Linked DNA regions of Macaca mulatta: region 2 is linked to region 1. A link is a contact called in public Hi-C data. All regions are on one chromosome and are shown on one strand. The core of a region is the stretch at or near the end of the contact, and the rest is flanking DNA. Distances in the headings are between cores, read along the strand shown.

Region 1 (3,320 bases), core at 550-3,049:
CCAGCGGGCGGAACGCGAGATCTCCCCGCAGGCGGCCGCTCCCCCGCCGGGGCTTCCGGGAGCAGCCGAGGCCTGAACCTGGAAAAGGAGCCGGGACCGCAGCCGGCGGGGGTAGCCGTCTTCCGCGCCCTCCCTGGAGCCCGGCCCTGGGCCCACGCCGTGCCCCGAGCCTTCTCTGCGGCCCGCCCCCAGTTCCCCCGGTCCGCCGCGGCCGGGCACGGGGAGGTGAAGGCCTCCGTGGGGTGACGGGGGGCGCGGGGCCGCTTGTCCCCAGCGCAGGGGGAGCCAGGACCAGACGCACACCCTCCCGCCTGCTGCAGGCTGAGCCGCCGCAGGGAAAGCACGTGGGTGAAGGGCCGGGCGCGGCAGTTCGTTGAAAACTCGGGAGCCTGGTTTCAGCTAGGGCCTGGGGCCTCCCCCGCCCATGCAGGGGTCGCGGGAGCAGGGGTTCGGCCTCCTTCCCAGGCCGTGGCGGCACCGCCCCGGGGGCAGGGACACGGGCGAGCTCCCGCTGAGCCGCACTTCCTGGGCGAGGCCGCCGCAGGCAGCGCTGGAGGCACGTGCGCCGAGGGCCTCCTCTTCCGCCCCAGCTTGACATGCAGCCCTGGGTGGGGTGAAAAGCTGCTGGCGCCGGATTCCTGCCCCAAACTCCCTTCAGGAAGAAATTCAGGAGGCCCAGGCCGAGAGAGGAGGCTCCCCGGCAAAAAGGGAAGGACTGGGCAGCGGCAGCAGGAACCACGGCCCGAGGGGTGAGAGCTTCTGGGCTCTGAGAGCCTGACCCTGACTTCCCTTTGCCAGTGAACACGACCTCTCCAGGTCCGATTCCTCCACCGCAGAACGGAGGGCATGGTGCTGGCAGGAGGTTGTACCGACCTCAAGGCCATCTCGAGGGCTCAAGGAAACGCCTACCACGCATGGCCCTTGGACAGAGCTGGTAAATATTGGCTGTCACTGAGTTCAAGGCCGCAGGGAACATGGCAGAGTGGCCCAGGTGTCAGCACAGGCCTTGTGCATGAGGAAGCGCTGGGGGAAGGGAAGACCTCTCCACCCCCTGGGACAGGACTCCGGAAGTCCCGCCCAAATTCCCCTCCAGCTCCCCCTCTAACCTAAGCCCCGGGTGCTGTGCCATATCCCCAGCACCCAGCACAGTGCCTGGCGCACAGAATGACTGCCCACAGGGGCAGGGGCTGCAGAGAACCGCAGGGATACAGCCGACCTGCAGGCCCGGTAACAACTAGGTTTTTAAAATCCAGAATGAGGCCCTGCCGTTCACATGGAGGCATGAGGGTTGGGTCTGGCGCCACACGCACACGCACACGCACACACACGCACACGCACACACACGCACACAAAACAGGGTCTGTCGTCTCCGTTTCGAAGGCCCCGAATCCCTGGCAGTCCTCAGCCCAGCTGCAGCAGGGACCAGCTTCCTTAGCTGAACGATGATCCCCCTCGAGGCATCAGAGACAGGAGCTAGTTCTGAAGAGTCCGGGACAGGTGTAGTGAAGATGCCTGTCCAGTGAAATCCTCCCCTTTAATGAGGAGGCTGCCTACCACAGGGGCCAAGGAACTGAAACGGAGCAAGAAGGGGCCCCAGGCAATTCACCACCAGCAGGGCCTGTGAGTCCTTGAGCCCCGCGTAAAAAATTGAGCTGGGCGTAATCTAAGGTGTAATTGTACCATTTGGCCGCCAGAGGGCGCTCAATCATCATCTTTGCTTTTAGTATCTCAAATTACGCAGCAGAAAACTTCCTGCGCATTCAGCACATGCAAGCCACTGTTGGGTGTTTCTTGCGTCAGCTCAATTCTCACAACCAACCATGAAGTATTTGTTGTTGCCCTTACACAGCCGAGAATCTGAGGTTCAGAGTATTTGAGTAACTTGCCTGAGGTCACACAGCAGTAACTCTTAGAAGCAGGACCGAGCCCAGGTCTTGTCTCCAGAGGCTGCACTGTGCACCCCCATACTGCTTCCTGTTGGACCTGTATGATACTGCATGCATTTAAGTTCATGTTCTAGCAAAATATCTCCCTGTATAAGGTGCCAGACTTTAATTTGAAATGCTAGGGGCGCACACAGTGCAGCAGAGAGGAAAGTCCTCTGTTTTGTCCCAGAAGTTTGGGTCTGACCCTGTAGTAGGGTGTGCTTGTGCCAGCTCACGAGCAGACCATTACGGTGCGGGGTGCGTAGTAGGACCGACCCTCTGGGCTCCCTCATCCCCACCAGTGCTCACATGCTCCTGATCGCCGAGGACAGCCATCCTGGACCTCCCCAAGCCATCACGCAGGCCATCTGGGAAGGGAATACGCCCAGGAGCTCTGCCTCTGAGCTGTTGGAATTGCATGCCCCAGGGTGGGCTCGGAGAGAAGGGAAACACACAGCGTATTGTCCAGGTGAGTGAGGGGGTCCTGGGCCCGATATGGGGGCTGCTGTAGGGTTAGCTGAGAAAGGGCCTCATGGCTCCAGCCAAGGAGTCTTCCCTATTCACCCAAACCTGGAAGCTTCATGTGGTTCTGGAGACCCAGCTCTGAGAAGACACCAGCTCCAGTGGGCGGAGGCCACATTTGCATCCTCCGGCTTTGCAAAGTCCTGCCACATAGCAGTGGGCTCCGTAAATACTCAGAGGTAAAGAGAGGGTGAGAAAGAGAAAGGGAAGGATGAAGGGAGGGAGGTTCAGACAGAGGGTGGAAGGGCAAAGACCAGCAGAGTCCATCTGGGCCCCACAAGCGGATCCAGGGAGCTAGCATGAGGCGCGGCTTGTGGAGGAGGGTGAGTCTGGACAGCAGTGGGCCACCCGTTTAGGCTTTGTCCCGGGAGTCTGGGTCTGACCCTGTGCCAGCTCACAAGCAGACTGTTAACGTTTTCAGGAATTCTGCAGATCGCTGTTATGCACAGCCATTATTAAAGATTACAGTATATTCAAAAACAGGTAATACATACCCAAAACTTTCTAACATTTCACTATACTGTATTGTTTCCTCTGCCGTTTCCTCTGGGCGGTGCGTCTGCACAGTAGAGCCTGTGTGACGATGTGCCACTGATCTCTTCCCCACGGCATAGTCAGTGACTTCAGATTGGTAGTTTGAAATTGGCCATGACAGGCAGATTGACACCACGGAAACTGGCAAACACTGCCAATCAGGGCTTTTTATCCAGAGCAGTCGTTAAACATTTACACATAAGTGCACTACTGCCCATAAGGGGCAGCATGGTCGGACTGCACTTTTAAAAGGTCTTGAGGGCAGGGGAACCAAGAGGCGTTCAAGTAAAGGAGTGAAGAATCAGAGCGTCATGCAGTTTAGCAACTTGGACCAGGACA
Region 2 (3,320 bases), core at 487-2,986, 390 kb after region 1:
AAACTTACAAAAAGAGTAATGGGATATCCAATAAACTGAGAATGTTTCTTCACAATCTCCTTTATTCTTCGTTCCTCCAAGTACTCAGTTTGGTCTTCTTTCAGGTGTAGGATAACCTTTGTTCCACGACCCATAGGTTCACCTGCAAGAGAAATAAGGAAAATTGACTCAATAATACATTCAATTTAGTGCTCAACGCCATGCTTAACCCTTATAACGTGTCTATGAAGCGAGGTTTGCCCTTACTACAGATGCAAAGGCTCCCACAGCAGATCTAAGTGCCTTGCCCAAAAGAAGTAATCACCAAGTCATGCCATTACACACTAATTCAGAGCTCTAGCTTGTTCCTGATCCTTGGGTAAACACACTTTCTGTGAACTTCGCCGCATCCCCAGGGGTCCAAGGGTTGCAACACCCCACCATTCCGCCACTGACTTAACCAGTGAGTGTTCAGGTACCTACCTGTGTCTGTCCTCACTGTAAATGATCCCCCTGCTGAGGACTCCCAGGCGTACTGCTCATCATCGTTATGTTTGGTGATCACAGTTACTTTCTCAGCAACCAAATAAGCAGAATAAAAACCAACACCGAACTGGCCAATCATGGAGATATCTGCACCAGCCTGCAAAGCTTCCATGAACGCTTTGGTCCCAGACTTGGCGATAGTACCAAGGTTATTGATCAAGTCAGCCTTGGTCATCCCAATTCCAGTATCCACAATAGTGAGGGTTCGATCTTGTTTATTTGGTATCAGGTTAATATGCAGCTCTTTCCCAGAGTCTAATTTACTGGGATCCGTCAAGCTCTCATAGCGGATTTTGTCCAATGCCTATTAACACAAAATATTAATTAAGCATACAGCCCCCAAGAAGTTCATATTGAAACCAAAATCCTATTCTGGGTTAATAAACGACTTACATCTGATGAATTTGAAATTAGCTCTCTTAGAAAGATCTCTTTGTTCGAATAAAAAGTATTGATAATCAATGACATCAACTGGGCAATTTCTGCCTGAAAGGCGAACGTCTCAACCTCCTCCTCCTCCATCGGTTGGTCCTGGGTCTGCGTTTCCTCAGGCATCTGGAACGACACCGCGCCGGTTTAAAACCCTGCAGGGCGTCTACAGGGGCAACACGAGATTCCATCGCGTCCTCCCAATATTTTTAAAGCCGGATTGCAGATTTGCGAAGTTTAAGTAAACCGAAAATAGAAGGGCGGCTGACAAAGGATGACCTCATTTCGGAGCGCGGTAACTACCACGAGCGTGTGCGCGCTTCCGGGAGGCCACTGCAGGCCCGGCCCAGTCCCGCGCCGCGGTCCCCAACCGACACCCCGTGTGCCCTCCCGCGCGGGCCGCGGCTCCGCCAGGGCGGCCTCCTCCGCCTGCGCCCCAGCTGGGCCGCCCGGGGGGCCCCCAGCCAAAGGGCCGCTCTGCTCGCGTGCGGCGCCAGCTCCGGGGCTGCCGCGGAGACTCGGGGAGCAGCCGCCCAGCCCATTCCTGAGGCGGGCTGCGGAGACAGCAGCGGGCCCACGGCCTCCGGAATAGGCAGCGCGGCCTCCCGGGAGAGCGGCCCTGGCGGGTTCAGGGCTCCCGTTCGGCCCCCACAGCCTCCGCTCCGCGCCAACCGCCCCCACTCCCCAATCCACCTCCACAGGCCCCCACAACCGCCCCTCACACCTTGGCTAAAAGGCTGCAAACGTTCCACGGCACAGCAGCACCAAGACGCTGAAGCAACTGACGCGCCGCCCCCGCGCCTGCCTTATATAGCGACGGGCCCGCCCAGCGCGCGGCGCTTTTTCCAGAAGCCTCCCGAACCTTCCGGAAGAACCCTCCCCAACCGCCGCCGCGGCCGCGCGCCTGCGCCTGCGCCCTCGCCGTGGCCCGCCCCTCCCGCTGGCGCGCGCAGGCCCTGCTCATGGCCCAGCCCGGGAAACCTTCCCTCAATCACCGCCCCGCGCCTCTCGCACGCCCCCGCGCCGACCTCAATGCGCCTGCGCGGCCTGGAATTCTCGGGAAGGTCCGGGCGCCTTCTGGGGCCGCCCGCGCCCTCCTCCCTGCACTCCCACCTGCCGAGCGCGGGCGGAGGGCACGCCCGGGCGTGGGGGCCTTTGAAGTGAGGTGTAGTTTGGTCACCCGGGCTGCGCAGAATGCGGGGCTGGGGCGGGAGGCGCGCCTGGAGGGAGGGCCGTGCGTGGACGGGGAGCGCCCCGGGTCTCGCACGCCCGGGAGACTACCGGAGCCGTCATCCTCACGGACGGCGCGCCCGCTGCCAAAAAATCCAGCCGCAGGCGGCGCCGGGATCGCGGGGCTCTGCTCCCTGGGGGCCTTTGGGCTGTTGGCTTCTAGCTGCTGCGCGCAGGGGACGCCGTCCCGCGGCCTGCGCGCTCGGGGAGTCTCCAGACCCACTGCTGGCTCAGGAGCGCTCCCTACCTTTGGGTTCCCCGGAAGCCATGTCCTTCACACTTCAGGGTCCCTTAGCTTGGGAATCGGGCCCTTGGTGAATAAATTCATGCTTACCCAGCTACACCCGGCATGCTTTTTAAAAGCCCATCGTTTTGCCGATCGATTTGAGGTCTCCAAATTAAGTATCTAACACTTGACATTTTGGTGATTAACCTTCCCTAAAAGACAGGTTTGGTGTTTTTTTGTTTTTGGACAGGCTGTCCCTCTGTCGCCCAGGCTGGGGTGCTGTGGCACAATCTTGGCTCACCGCAGCTTCGACCTCCCGGGCTCAGGTGATCCTCCTACTTCAGCTTTCCGAGTAACTGGGACGAGCGCGGGCGGAGGACCACAAGCGCGGACACCACACCCGGCTAGTTTTTGTATTTATTTGTATAGTTGGGGTTTCACCATGTTGCTCAGGCTGGAAGAACCAGTTTCTACATGAGAATTTTCAGATATTTTGGTCAAGGCCAGCTATGAGAACCTTAGAGGTGTTGGGGTTCCTTAGACTTGGCTCCCATGCCTCGTCCATGTCCTCTTCCTCTCTGGCGCCTCCCATGATTGGGCCTCCTCCTGCCTAAACTCATAGCCAGGTCCTCGGAATAATCTGGAAGCTCCTTACCGTGTAAACAAACGACGGAACTACCTCCGCTTCCTGGTCTCTAGGGAAACCAACTTACTCAGGAGCAGGGGTTTTCAGACTGCGGCCTGGGACCCTTTAAGAGTGTGTGAAATCAACATAAAGCGTCTTGCCCAGCATTACAAAGCGGGGTGGATGGAAACTAGCAGCCACGTGGCGCGGGCCCCAGCGGTGGTTACTGGGTGTGTGCCGGCTCCCGTGATAGCTGTTCCGCAGCCTTGGGGGGCGCCCCCGGCC

What was found. A called contact is a pair of places that touch in the nucleus more often than the background predicts.
Region 2: a contact with region 1 is called in a Hi-C map of liver, with 3 times the contacts expected there. The contact joins the promoter of HSP90AA1 here to the enhancer-like site in region 1. A contact is called at or near these places in 3 of 14 Hi-C or Micro-C datasets (fetal cortex germinal zone, fetal cortical plate and liver).

What each region holds. Positions count from the first base shown.
Region 1 is chr7:175,050,157-175,053,476 of T2T-MMU8v2.0, forward strand. No RefSeq gene overlaps it. Among named protein-coding and RNA genes, the nearest start is that of PPP2R5C, 55 kb to the right of the region's middle. Within about 2 kb of position 1,800, at least 23 of the 40 cell types and tissues checked have an H3K27ac peak or open chromatin away from gene starts, as enhancers often do. A contact at or near this core is called in liver, where this site is marked.
Region 2 is chr7:175,438,772-175,442,091 of T2T-MMU8v2.0, forward strand. It overlaps HSP90AA1 (heat shock protein 90 alpha family class A member 1), which reads right to left and starts at 1,737. Exons shown (of 11, transcript NM_001195667.1): 1 at 1,679-1,737; 2 at 919-1,080; 3 at 463-829; 4 at 9-142. The coding sequence starts at 1,080.